Regions from separate parts of the Mus musculus genome. Here regions 2 and 3 are each linked to region 1. The links are chromatin contacts, called in public HiChIP or PLAC-seq and promoter capture Hi-C maps. All regions are on one chromosome and are shown on one strand. The core of a region is the stretch at or near the end of the contact, and the rest is flanking DNA. Distances in the headings are between cores, read along the strand shown. Region 1 holds the start of Phtf1os (putative homeodomain transcription factor 1, opposite strand). Region 2 has its middle 21 kb from the start of Gm25869. Region 3 holds the start of Lrig2 (leucine-rich repeats and immunoglobulin-like domains 2).

What was found. Promoter capture Hi-C pulls out the DNA fragments that hold promoters and counts their contacts. HiChIP or PLAC-seq counts read pairs in DNA pulled down with a chosen protein or histone mark.
Region 2: a contact with region 1 is called in a FOXA1 HiChIP or PLAC-seq map of pancreatic cancer cells. The contact joins the enhancer-like site here to the promoter of Phtf1os in region 1. A contact is called at or near these places in 2 of 39 promoter capture datasets (the 3T3-L1 cell line and liver) and 3 of 115 datasets of contacts at active chromatin or transcription factors (the NIH/3T3 cell line, acute myeloid leukemia and pancreatic cancer cells).
Region 3: a contact with region 1 is called in a promoter capture Hi-C map of the SN4741 cell line, with 5 times the contacts expected there. The contact joins the promoter of Lrig2 here to the promoter of Phtf1os in region 1. A contact is called at or near these places in 11 of 39 promoter capture datasets (the C10 cell line, the SN4741 cell line, cranial neural crest and 8 more), 1 of 15 datasets of contacts at CTCF or cohesin (the NIH/3T3 cell line), 1 of 484 Hi-C or Micro-C datasets (embryonic stem cells), 16 of 115 datasets of contacts at active chromatin or transcription factors (the 230-238 cell line, astrocytes, bone marrow-derived macrophages and 12 more) and 2 of 9 other capture datasets (adipose tissue and liver).

Annotation. Positions count from the first base shown.
Region 1 is chr3:103,966,557-103,970,237 of GRCm38.p6, reverse strand. Phtf1os (putative homeodomain transcription factor 1, opposite strand) reads left to right here and starts at 1,922. Exons shown (of 1, transcript NR_030676.1): 1 at 1,922-3,681. Phtf1 (putative homeodomain transcription factor 1) reads right to left here and starts at 1,980. Exons shown (of 19, transcript NM_013629.2): 1 at 1,451-1,980; 2 at 1,108-1,183; 3 at 428-484. The coding sequence starts at 1,152. Rsbn1 (rosbin, round spermatid basic protein 1) reads right to left here. Exons shown (of 8, transcript NM_001356556.1): 8 at 3,602-3,681.
Region 2 is chr3:103,404,422-103,408,102 of GRCm38.p6, reverse strand. No RefSeq gene overlaps it. Among named protein-coding and RNA genes, the nearest start is that of Gm25869, 21 kb to the left of the region's middle. Within about 2 kb of position 1,597, at least 87 of the 459 cell types and tissues checked have an H3K27ac peak or open chromatin away from gene starts, as enhancers often do. A contact at or near this core is called in the NIH/3T3 cell line and pancreatic cancer cells, where this site is marked.
Region 3 is chr3:104,510,369-104,514,049 of GRCm38.p6, reverse strand. Lrig2 (leucine-rich repeats and immunoglobulin-like domains 2) reads left to right here and starts at 2,132. Exons shown (of 18, transcript NM_001025067.2): 1 at 2,132-2,594. The coding sequence starts at 2,359.

The DNA of each region.
Region 1 (3,681 bases), core at 673-3,172:
ATTTGGCTTGCATAGTATAGTGTTGATAATGATTATGAGGAGGAGGAGAAAGAGGACAAAGAAGACAGAGAAGAAAAAGAAGAAAAAGAAGAAGAGAGGAAGAAGATTACTACCCCCTTATAAATGTGGATATTTCTTTTGTTAAATGTGTTTATTTTCAGCCTCTCTCCAATAAAAGACTAGCAAACTGGATCTGAACTGTCATATGGTAAAAAGCTGACCAGAAATAAGAAGCCACTCTTCAATTTCCCTGGGACATTTGCTGCTGAGGCCACATATCGACTGTCCTCTATCATTACCCATGCGCTGCCGGCTTCCTTGTAAGACTCGGAGGGTAAAAGAATGCATACTTGGTGGATAAATGCAAGTGTGATCCTCTCTTCTCTTTAAAGCAGTAACAAAGCTAGAATCAAAGAAATCAATTTACCTTAATCTGAGTCTGTTCGATTGACTTTTCCCATATCTGCTGATCATATGCTCCAATCTGAAACAAGGAGCAGGCTATTTAAATGATGCAAAGGCAATCTTTGTATCTAAGTCAAACCTCACAAGGCCATGAATCTATTAAATATGGTATCTGGAAAGTGGGTTTCTTACATATTAAGTTCATATTCCCCAGGGATGTTTTAAAAAAAAAGAAAGAAAAAAAAAAAAAGGCTGAATCTAAAAAGTGAAAAAAGCAACCCTCCAAATATTTTACACTAAAGATCACCTAAAATTCCACTCCCTGAAGAAAGCATCAATGGGAATCAGAGAGGAAGAAAAGGTAAGGAGCAGCTCAATCAGACGATAGTAACAATCTGAGCCATGCAGATAAGGATTTCATTCTTGTCTTTATAAAAAAAAAAAAAAATTAAAAGACTGATAATTTGCAAAAGCAAAGCATTGTAGTAGTTCGTGTATGCTGCCTTGAGAAAGGTGACTTACAGCTCACTTCCTAGAACCTAAAACTGTGTTTATAATGACTTTGCACATCATTTTTTATAATTATGTTGAGATGTTATATAAGAACATGTGATATTACCAAACTTAAGGAAAGTTAACAATATTCTTTAAGGGAGTTTTTTGCAGGGAGTATGGTTTACAAACAAAAACTACTGTTGTTACCTTCTTCTGATACCATGATATAGCATCTCTCTCATTTGAGGCCATCTGTGTCTCCAGCCAGAGAAATGGGATCTCACTGAAAACGAAGGAAATATCTCGGTAAGTCCAGTTGTTTCAGGTCATTGTCCCGTTTGGGGGTATGGCTTAAAATCTGCTTCTCTCAGTCTCTCCATTAGCTAGCTGCTCTTACTCAGGGTGTTCGCCAGAAAGAGGTGGGGGGAGGGGGAAATAGGCGAAACAGCATCCGAGAAGCCTCTGCACCACCCAGCACAAGAATGGATGCGGGGACAGCAAGTACCCGAGCTGGCCTCCCGCGCCCTCTGCCTCCCCGCGGCCGGCTCACCTGGTGCCCGCTGCCAGGCAGGCTGCCGGCCGGGCCCCCGCTGCTCAGTGACCCCCGCCGGACCGAGAGGCCGGGGGCGAGGCGGCGGGCCCGGCAGGCCGCATCTTCCCCCAGAGGCCCGGCCGTCCGCCTGGCCGTTACCATGGAGACCGCGGCGGCCAGCCCTGCCCCGGAGGCAGCCCAGCGTCCTGCGCCGGGAGGAGCGCAGCCTGCAGCCACAGACGCCCGACCTAGGCGGCCACAGAACAGGCCATGGGAGAAGCCAGGAGCCAACTGGGGAATGAGCAGAAGGAAGCGGGAAGGGTGCCTTCGCCAGCCACCTCGGCACCCGCAAGGGCTGGGTGCCCGGCTGGAAGCCAGCAGACGGCCCCGGGCCGGAGCAACGGCGCGCGTCCTCCGTGAGGGACGGGCCGCAGCTCCACAAGCTCTCGATGCGATCGGCCGCTTCCGCCTTCCGGCTCCGCCCCCGGCCGCCTTCCCGCCGCTCTGGCTGCCCGGAGGAAGAAGCCGACAGCCGCCTCGCGTGTAACCCTCGACGCTTAACGGAAAGTCACCTCAGAAACGACCCTCCCAGTACCCGTCGGTCCCCGGGAGGCTGGTCCCGATGTTCCAGAGGTTCCTGTGCGGGTCTGTAGCATTTAGCGTGGTGTTTACTTCATGTCCTTGTCTCCTTTGGGGGGACGAGACTAGTGCAGGGCACGAGCCTTCGCTCGAGTTCTCCGTTCTTGTTGGATGGACAAATGTTGGTGAATTTGCGCGGCCTGGAACGCGGACAGGCTGCCTGTGGCCCAGTGGTTCCTCCTTCGGCTCTCGGCAGCTCTGGGACAAAGGCTTTCTGCTGCCCACACAACACTAAGGGGATGCACAGGGCTCGGACTGCACTGGGACTTCCCCCAAATCGGAGAAAATGGCTGTTTATAGTGATTTAAAGAGAGGTCCAGAGAAAGGGCAACTGCACTCTAATGTAAATATAAATATGTATACCCACAGGGTTTCTAAGCTGTTCTTGTCTCTACACATTTGTGTGCACCTTAGTGGTTTGTTTCCAGGGGCCACTGTCTTGAACTTATTAAAAGCTAAGTCCTTTCTTGCCCTAGGCACTAAGCATTTAGTTGATGTAAGGCTAAAAATGGGTAATAGTTACCACTTAGGCAGTCTCCAGCCATTAAAACAGCATCAAATGAAAGTTATCCATACTGTGAAACGACTAAAATGTTAACACCCATAGGAATTATTTTTAAAAATTGCCTCACCCATTGGCAGTGATCCCCACTGTATACCCCTTAACTGTTCAGGGTTAAATAAAAAGCTGTTGAGCCTTAACAGCCCCTTCAGTGCTGCTGGACAGTGGAGCTCAAGGCAACAACCAACTCATTTTGGTAAATGACCTCAAAAAATTACTGTTAAGACCTAAATTTAACACTAATAACAAAAGCATTTGGCTTCATTGCCAAACACACGAGAGGTTTTCTGGGCTGTGGCTGTACTTTGAGGAATAGAATTGGTGGTACAGCTGCAAATTATTTTTCAGGAACCCTGGTAAAAATTTTCAGTGTTTTATTAGGATGCTGCTGTGTAAGGCCAAGCTTTGAACCCCCCAAAAAACATTCAGGCCCCAGCTCCCAGTAATGAACTGTCATTTTAGGAAATTGACTTAACAAGTCTGTTTTCTCACCAGTGTTGTGGAGATAATTAACCCCCTCCTATCTATGAGAACTGATGAAATACTGAGACCCTTCTAAGACCTAAATGCTGTCAGGACAGGCACTTCAACTACAGAGTTCACACAAAACTTAATGAGGAAAGGGATTCTCTTGTCTCCCATACTCCATCCACATCTGAAAAGTAAGCATCTTCATTATTATGCCATGCATCGTCACAAGCCTACGGCTGCTCTAAATGCAGGTAACCAATTTTAAGCAGCAATAAGGACAACTATCACAAATAAAAGCTTCATTTTTCTTCAAAACTAGTTGTACCTCAGTCTGGGTATCTCTGACTTTTTCTTTGGCAAAGAAAAGTCCATGATTTTCTTCTAAAGCTTAAAACTAAAATGGCAAAAAGAAGGTGAGTAGATGGATGCATGTGTGTGTGGAGAAGACTAGTACTCGACAAACAGGGTGCCAGCAATGACAACTCCCATGTGCTATTCATTTTGAAACATCAGTAAAGGACAAATCAGACTTTGTTTATTAAAAAAATACTTTACAGGAAAAAAAAGAAACCTATGC
Region 2 (3,681 bases), core at 348-2,847, 560 kb after region 1:
CTGCTCACAAATGCATGGAGATACTTAATCGGCAACCTGACAAACAACATCTATGAAAAGCCCGTGGCTAACATCAAGCTCAATGATAAGAAATTAAACGGTTGCTCTCAAAAATCAAGAAAAAGATAATAGCCATTTTCATCTCTTCTGTTGAATGTTTAATCCTGGAATTCTGCCCCAAGAAAGAAAAGGAAGGGAGGGAGGGAGGGAGGGAGGGAGGGAGGGAGGGAGGCATGGAGGGAGGCATGGAGGGAGGGGGAGGGAGGGAGGGAGGGAGGGAGGGAGGGAGGGAGGGAGGGAAGAAGAGAGAAACAGAGAGACAGAGACAGAGACAGAGAGAGAGAGAGAGAGAGAGAGAGAGAAAGAAAGAAAGAAAGAAAGAAAGAAAGAAAGAAAGAAAGAAAGAAAGAAAGAAAGAAAGGAAGACAGACCACTGGGGCACATGTGTGGACACACATGCACACACTCACACATACATACACAGAGCTGCATATACACATGCACACATATGTAAAGCTACACGCACATATATACACACAGATGCATGTACACACACACAAATTATCTTCATCCACAGAAAACATGTTCACGTAAAATTCTAAGGAGTTATAAATAGAAATCAGTCTACAATCTCAGGAAGCTGAAGCAAAAGAATCTTGAGCCAGAGGTCAGCTTGGGTTCCCTACTGAGACCTGGTTTGGCTGTTGCTGTTGCTGCTGTTGTTTAAAATCTATCCAGAAAAAAAAAATTCCCAGAGCTAACAAATGAGTGAGCCTAGCAATGTATTGAAACATGTAACAAACCACTGGGCCTCAGGAGACAGCCGCCAGCCAGCCCGATGGGTGAGGTGAACACTGTCCAAGCTCAGGTCCCTGCTCCTGTGTTAACCTGGGCACAATGGCAAGCCCCTGTAACCACAGCCTTGGAGAAGCAGGGAGGCAGGCAGCTCCCCTGAGGTTTGCTAACGAACCACAGAGGAAAGCTCTTGTTCAGTGACAGACTGTCTCAAAGACCGAGTGACAGGAGCAGATTCTCGGTATCAAACTCTGGCCTCCAGACATGAACACGCAGCATGCACACCCTCAACCCCACATGTGTGCACACATACGAATACAACACACAGACACACTTGTATTTGTTTTCTTTGCGACAATCCTGCTATGTTACACACTCTGCCCTCAAAATGGGTGTCCTGCTTCCTCAGCCTCGCTGAGTACTGGCATTATAACCATGGACCACTGTGCCTGGCATCAATCATAATTCTATAAATACCAACAAATAACCGGAGTTTGGAATTTTTTAAAACTTTTTATTGATTTTTTGTGAGTTTCACATCATGTACCCCAATCCCACTCATCTCCCGCTCTCTGTATCTGCCTCTGTAACCTCCCCACCAAAAGAGAACAAAAACTAAAAGCAAAAACATTTCACCTTGGAAGCTGCGGCAGGTCACAGCGTGTCACATGAGTCACACAGCGTCACACCCTTTTGAGCAAACTGCTTTACTGCAAATGTCCATTGCAGTGAGTCACTGGGCTGGTTTGAGGCCTCTGGCTTCTGCTACATCAAGACTGTCACCGGGACTCCTCCTGTTGTTACCGTGTTCACATGTTGGAGTTCCTGCAACTTTGGTTCTGCAAGACTTGCCCCTTCCTGTGCTCCAGCAGCTCAAAGATGGGGTAGATGCTGGTATGGGTCAGCTCAAAGCCCTGGATTGGAGCTAGGTAGCATCTTAGCTATTCATCCTGCTAGCTCTCACACCATCTGGCCAGCTCTCCGCTTTGCCCAGGCTGGGTCAACTCTCCTGCCTGCAGTAGCAGCCACAAGGGCAGAACCTCCCCTCTGTGCTCAGGCCTCAGGGCCAGCTCTCCTGCACCCATGACACCAGTAAGACTTTCCACAATAGCTTTGGAAATATGAGGTGCTGAGAAATAATTGCAAGAAAACACATGTGAAACCTACATAACGAAAGCTGCAACAGAGCTGAGAAAAGCTTACAGAGGTCCAAGTAAACAAGGCAGCATGACTGCGACACATAGACTCAACGTTGTAAAGATGCCAGCTTTTAACATACTGGACCTTATCCCAGACTGACCTGCAGCCTGTGATGACGCACTCACACATTTCTTTTTCTTTTTCTTCTTTTTTTTTTTTCTTTTTTCTTTTTCCTGAGACAGGATTTCTTTGTGTAGCCCTGGATGTCAGGGAGCCCCATCTGTAGACCACAGTGCCCTCCAACTCACAGAGATGCGCCTGCCTCTGCCTCCCGAGTGCTGGGACTAAAAGCATGCACCAACAACAACCAGCTCACTCACACGTTTCTTTCTTTATATATATAAAAAAAAGATTTATTTATTTATTATATGTAAGTACACTGTAGCTATCTTCAGAAGAGTAGCCAGTGCTCTTGACTGCTGGGCCATCTCTCCAGCCCACCTACACATTTCTTAAAAGAGCCTACTTTGGGTTTGTTTTGCTTGTCTGACAAAAATTGGAAAGGTGACTCTAGAATTTGCATATTTGCAGAAATTCAATCACACTGAACCCAGAGATTGTGGTATTTACTGGAAATGCCTCTTTCTAGTTGTGGTGTGGCTGGGCCTTAGCACACACCTATAATCCAACAGCTTTCTGATTAAATATTGTAAACAGGATTAAATAAAATCAACCATAGGTCAAGGGTCAGAGCAAGCAACCAGCTGACAGGAAATGAACATAGGAAAAGAAAACATAGAGAGTAAGAGGGAGTCAGGAGGACAGATAGAGAGACGCACAGGAAGTAGAGGGGAGGGACATTCAGTTTGAAGAATATTTTTTGAGACAGCGTGAGAGAGGGGCATTCCTGTTGGGATGTAGGCTGAGGAAGGTCAGCTGGGTGCTTTCTCTGCCTCTCTGAGCTAGCAGGCTTTTACCCTAGCATCTGGACTCCAGGGTCTTCATTGGTAAAACCAAATGATTGAGATTTTGTTTAAAAGCATATAAAAGATGTGAAAATGCCAAGGAAACTTTGAAAAAGCAGAGCAAAGCTAGATTTGCAAATTTCCAGGGAGGAATTTTTGAGACAGGTTCTCTCTACACAGTCCTGGCTGTCCTGGAATTCACTATGTAGTCTAGGATGGCCTTGAACTCACAAAGATCCTCCTGCCTCTGGCTCTCAAGTGCTGGGATTAAAGGCAAGTGCTACCATGACTGGCTTAGGAGAAAAATCTTAGATTTTTGGTAAATGGTGATTTGTTAGGAAACAAAAAGCACTAATCATAAAAGAAAAATAGTTGACAAACTAGACTTGCCAGATTTTAAGATGCTGTTTTCTATGAAGCCCCGTTAAAGACATCAGGGCTGCCATTCAACGGTCGAGTGTTTCTTGTCCAGTATGCAAAAGGGTCTGGGTTCAGTCTCCTGCCCTGGGAGTTAGGAGAGAAACCTTATTAATAACATAAAAAGTCAAATCCTCAAGACCTGCCTCAGTAAAGCTGTCAAATGTAAATTGGTAAGACCAGAACTCAGGAACCTCACGTGATGGAAGGAGAGTCTAACCTGCAGTCTCTCAGCTTTCTTTCCCTTCACGTCTATGGGGCTGAGATGTCCTGAAGATTTGGCTGTCTCTCTGCAGATGTACCAGAGCACTGAGCAGCATGATCTTATTCAGCCACCACTCCTCAAACAGCTTTGTCACCGCAG
Region 3 (3,681 bases), core at 883-3,382, 540 kb before region 1:
GCTTATTAGTTAAGAGCACTGAGTGCTTTTCCAGAAGATCCAGGTTCAATTCCCAGCACTCAGAGGATATCTTACAACAAATGGCCTGTAATTCTATTCTCACAACCATCTGTAATGGGATCGGATGCCCTCTTCTGGTGTGTCTGAAGACAGCAACAATGTACTCACATACATAAAATAAATAAATAAATACATAAATAAATCTTAAAATAAATTTGCTTGTGACCCAAGCACTCAGGAGGCTGAGACTGAATGCTCTTGAGTTCAAGGCCACCTTGGACTACAGACTGAGACCTCTATGCTGTAAAAATATAATTGGAGTTGGGCTGGGTAGAGAGATGGCTAGGCAGTTAAGAGCACTGGCTGTCCCCCGCAGAAACCCAGGTTTCATCTCTGGCACCTACAGCCTTCTGTGACTCTAGTCTCAGAGGATCCCTTGCCTTCTTCTGGCCTCCTCAGGGACTACATACATGTGGTACACAGATAACTTATGTTAGCAAAACACTCACACACACTGAAAAAAAAAAATCAGGGGCTGGAGAGATGGCTAAGCTCTTGTTCCTCTTCCAGAAAGCCCTTGGAGGCCAGAAGAGGGCGTTAGAATCCTCGAAGCTGGACTTCATGCTGTCCAGTGTGTGTGTGCTGGGAACTGAACCCTGGTCCTCTGCAGGAGCATTGTGTGTTTACTGAACAGCTAAGCCATCTCTGCTGTCCCCGAAGTGTACATTTTTGATGAAGTCCAATATCTCTATCACTTTTCTGGCTTCACATTTTGCTTCAATGGTAATAAATAGTAGTTGCTGTTAGTTTTCATGGTCATGTTTACTGGGAGAAGAAGGGAGAAGAAGCTGAAGGAGACACCTTTCTAAAAGTCCTCTGCAGTAGACAAGCACACGAGGACAGTCAGAAAAGTAATTTTAACCCAAAGGCATGACATGGATGGAAATGGTGTGTGTGTGTGTGTGTGTGTGTGTGTGTGTGTGTGTGTGTGTGTAAGTGCCACAGGGTGCATATGGTGATCAGAGGACAGGGACTTGCAGGAGTCAGTTGTCTCATTCTACCATGTGGGGTCTGCGAATTCAACTTAGGTTGATACACTTGGTGGCAAAGCTATTATTGATGAAGCATCTTACCCACCCTGTTTTTCGTTTCTCCTCTTCTTTCATACAAAGCATACTATGCAGATGAGGCTGAACTGGGACTTGGGTTCTCCTGCCTCAAATTCCCAAGGAGTGCTCAGACTGCAGGCGTGCTGGTCCACACCTGGCTTGCAAAGTCTTTGAAAAGTATAGACACTATATGTCAGTGAACCATTACTGATATTTTCATTTTTACTCATTTTGTAGGTAACACACAGCGGAGAGATCACAAGGTAGCTAGATTCCGCTGTTCCCAGTAAGTCTTTTTACTTCAGGATAATTTCCTTCCAGTCTTCTTAACTTTGTTGATTGCTCAAAAACCTCAAACAGAAACCAGAAAACCCACATCCTCAAACCAACGTTTTATCTATTTGTCCCACTTGTTCTTCTGAAGATGAAACAATATTTTCCCAAATCGAGGAAAGAATTTTCTTTAGAGACAATTATTGAACTCCAGGCTACTGTAGAAGCCGGAGGTGTACTGACTAAATAGCGCCTCTGCCAATGGGAACTTGAAGTCCTTTCACAGTGACAGCGTGCCATGCTCCGGGAGAACCAACTGCCACATTTTTTCAGGGCAGGGAGTTCGGCCGCAGAGGCCGCCCTGGTTGGGCTCCGGAGACTGATGTGGTCGAAGTTAGGTTTAGATCGCGCACTTATTTGCAGCTGCTGCTTGGCATGCAGCCCTTGTGCCATTCCCTTCTGCAGGAGCCTACAGAATAGGTCTTTTTTCACTACTACTGCAGATCAACCGCAGTGAGGATTTGGCGTTTCGGGTTTCGCTTTTTCCATTCTATTTCAAGGCCCTAGTGCGCCCACAAGCGGAGGAATAGCTGCAGAACTGCAGAAGCAGCTCGGAAAAGGAGAAAGGGCCGCTGTAATGCTCGCCTCCTAGGGGGCGGGGCAATCGTAGGCCTCGCCTCTCTCAGAACCCAATTTCCGACGCAACCTCATCCCGGGGCTCCGATTGGCTGGCTGCTGAGCGTGAGTACGTTGCGTCGCGGGGCGGGGCGGACGAGCGGTGTCTGTCAGGGTTTCAGCTCTACGCCCCCGACCGCCGCCCCCTCCCCTGCGGTAGCGTCGTTTCCTCCTCTCGCCCGCTCTGAGAGGGGACAAGTGACAGCCCGGGCTCCGGGTGGCGGTTTAGCCTCCGGGCATCTCTCCTCAGCCGACTCTCTGAGCTAGCTGCTGTTCTCGAGCGGGTCCCGGCCAGGGGAAGATGGCGGCCGCGCCCCGCGGCATCTGGGAGCAGCGGCGCCTGGGCTGTGGGTTGGGACCCCTCGCACGGTTGCTCATCCTTGCGCAGGCGCTGCGGCTGCTGCCCGCTGCCCGAGCCGGCCTGTGCCCGGCGCCCTGCGCCTGCCGTCTTCCTCTGCTGGACTGCAGTCGCAGGAAGCTGCCCGCGCCCAGCTGGAGGGCACTGTCGGGCCCGCTGCCCTCCGACATCTCCAGCCTGTGAGTAGAGGGTCCCAGGGCGCGGTCGCCACCGAGTTCGGAAGGGAGCTGCCTTATTGAGATTGTGAACTTTGAATGTTAGGGTTTCCCGGTACTCGTGGGAAGATAGGGGTTAAGATCTGGGGTCTGTGACGTTCCGGGCTGGAGATGTTTAATGTTGGACTCACGGGTCCTGAGCAGCACAGCTGAGACTCTGGATGGCTGTGGGTCGGGTCCAAGTGCAAAGCCCTCTTTGGGCTGCATCATTTTTTTTTTTTTTTTTTTTTAAAATTCCAGCTTGACTGGTCCTTGGGCACGTGATGCAAACACGATCTCTCCCAAAGATACAGGATCTCTCTTTTGTCCCCAGTTCTCCCATCGGCTCATTGTATGTTTCAGTTTTGATACTTGAGTTCTTGATAGGGTTGAAAACCTCTGCATGCCTAAGGAAGATCATTGCTGATCTCTAATGTTTTGTAAGAGCAGTTATTCTTTAGTAGTCAGTTTAAAGAGGGGAAAGATTTTTTTTCCCCAAATCACGATACTTTGTCTTCACTATGTTCCTTTGAGTTAAAGAACCTTCATTTCAGATCTCTTTGTTTATGTATGAGAATCCAGTGCAGTGATCGAGTGGATTCTCTAGCTCTGACTTTAAATCCTGACAAACTTGTATTAGCTAGTGGCATTTGGAGAGCTCACTGCTCTGAGTCAGTAGGCATTAAATAGAACAGTAGGTATTAAATGCTGCAATTATGAGACTTCTTAGCCACCAACATACAGTTATGTCTCTGCCACTAACTGATCAACGTGCTTATTAATTGACTTCTAGAGTTACCTCTGAAAAAGAGTTATCACTAAAAATAGTTTTGTGATATAATTAAAATACAAAGATTGGTTAGGTTCTTAATGGAAAAAGAATACAGGTAGAACATCTGTATTGCAGAGGTTAAGTATACATTTGCAGAACGTATTTATAGGTTAGCATAGATAGGAAAGAAGCTAATTCCTGTATTCATTGAGAAAATTAGTAACTGCTACAGTTACTATAGAATTGCAATATAGTAATACAGCTCCTGTCATTTTGTGGTGGTTATATCTGAGGCTTATT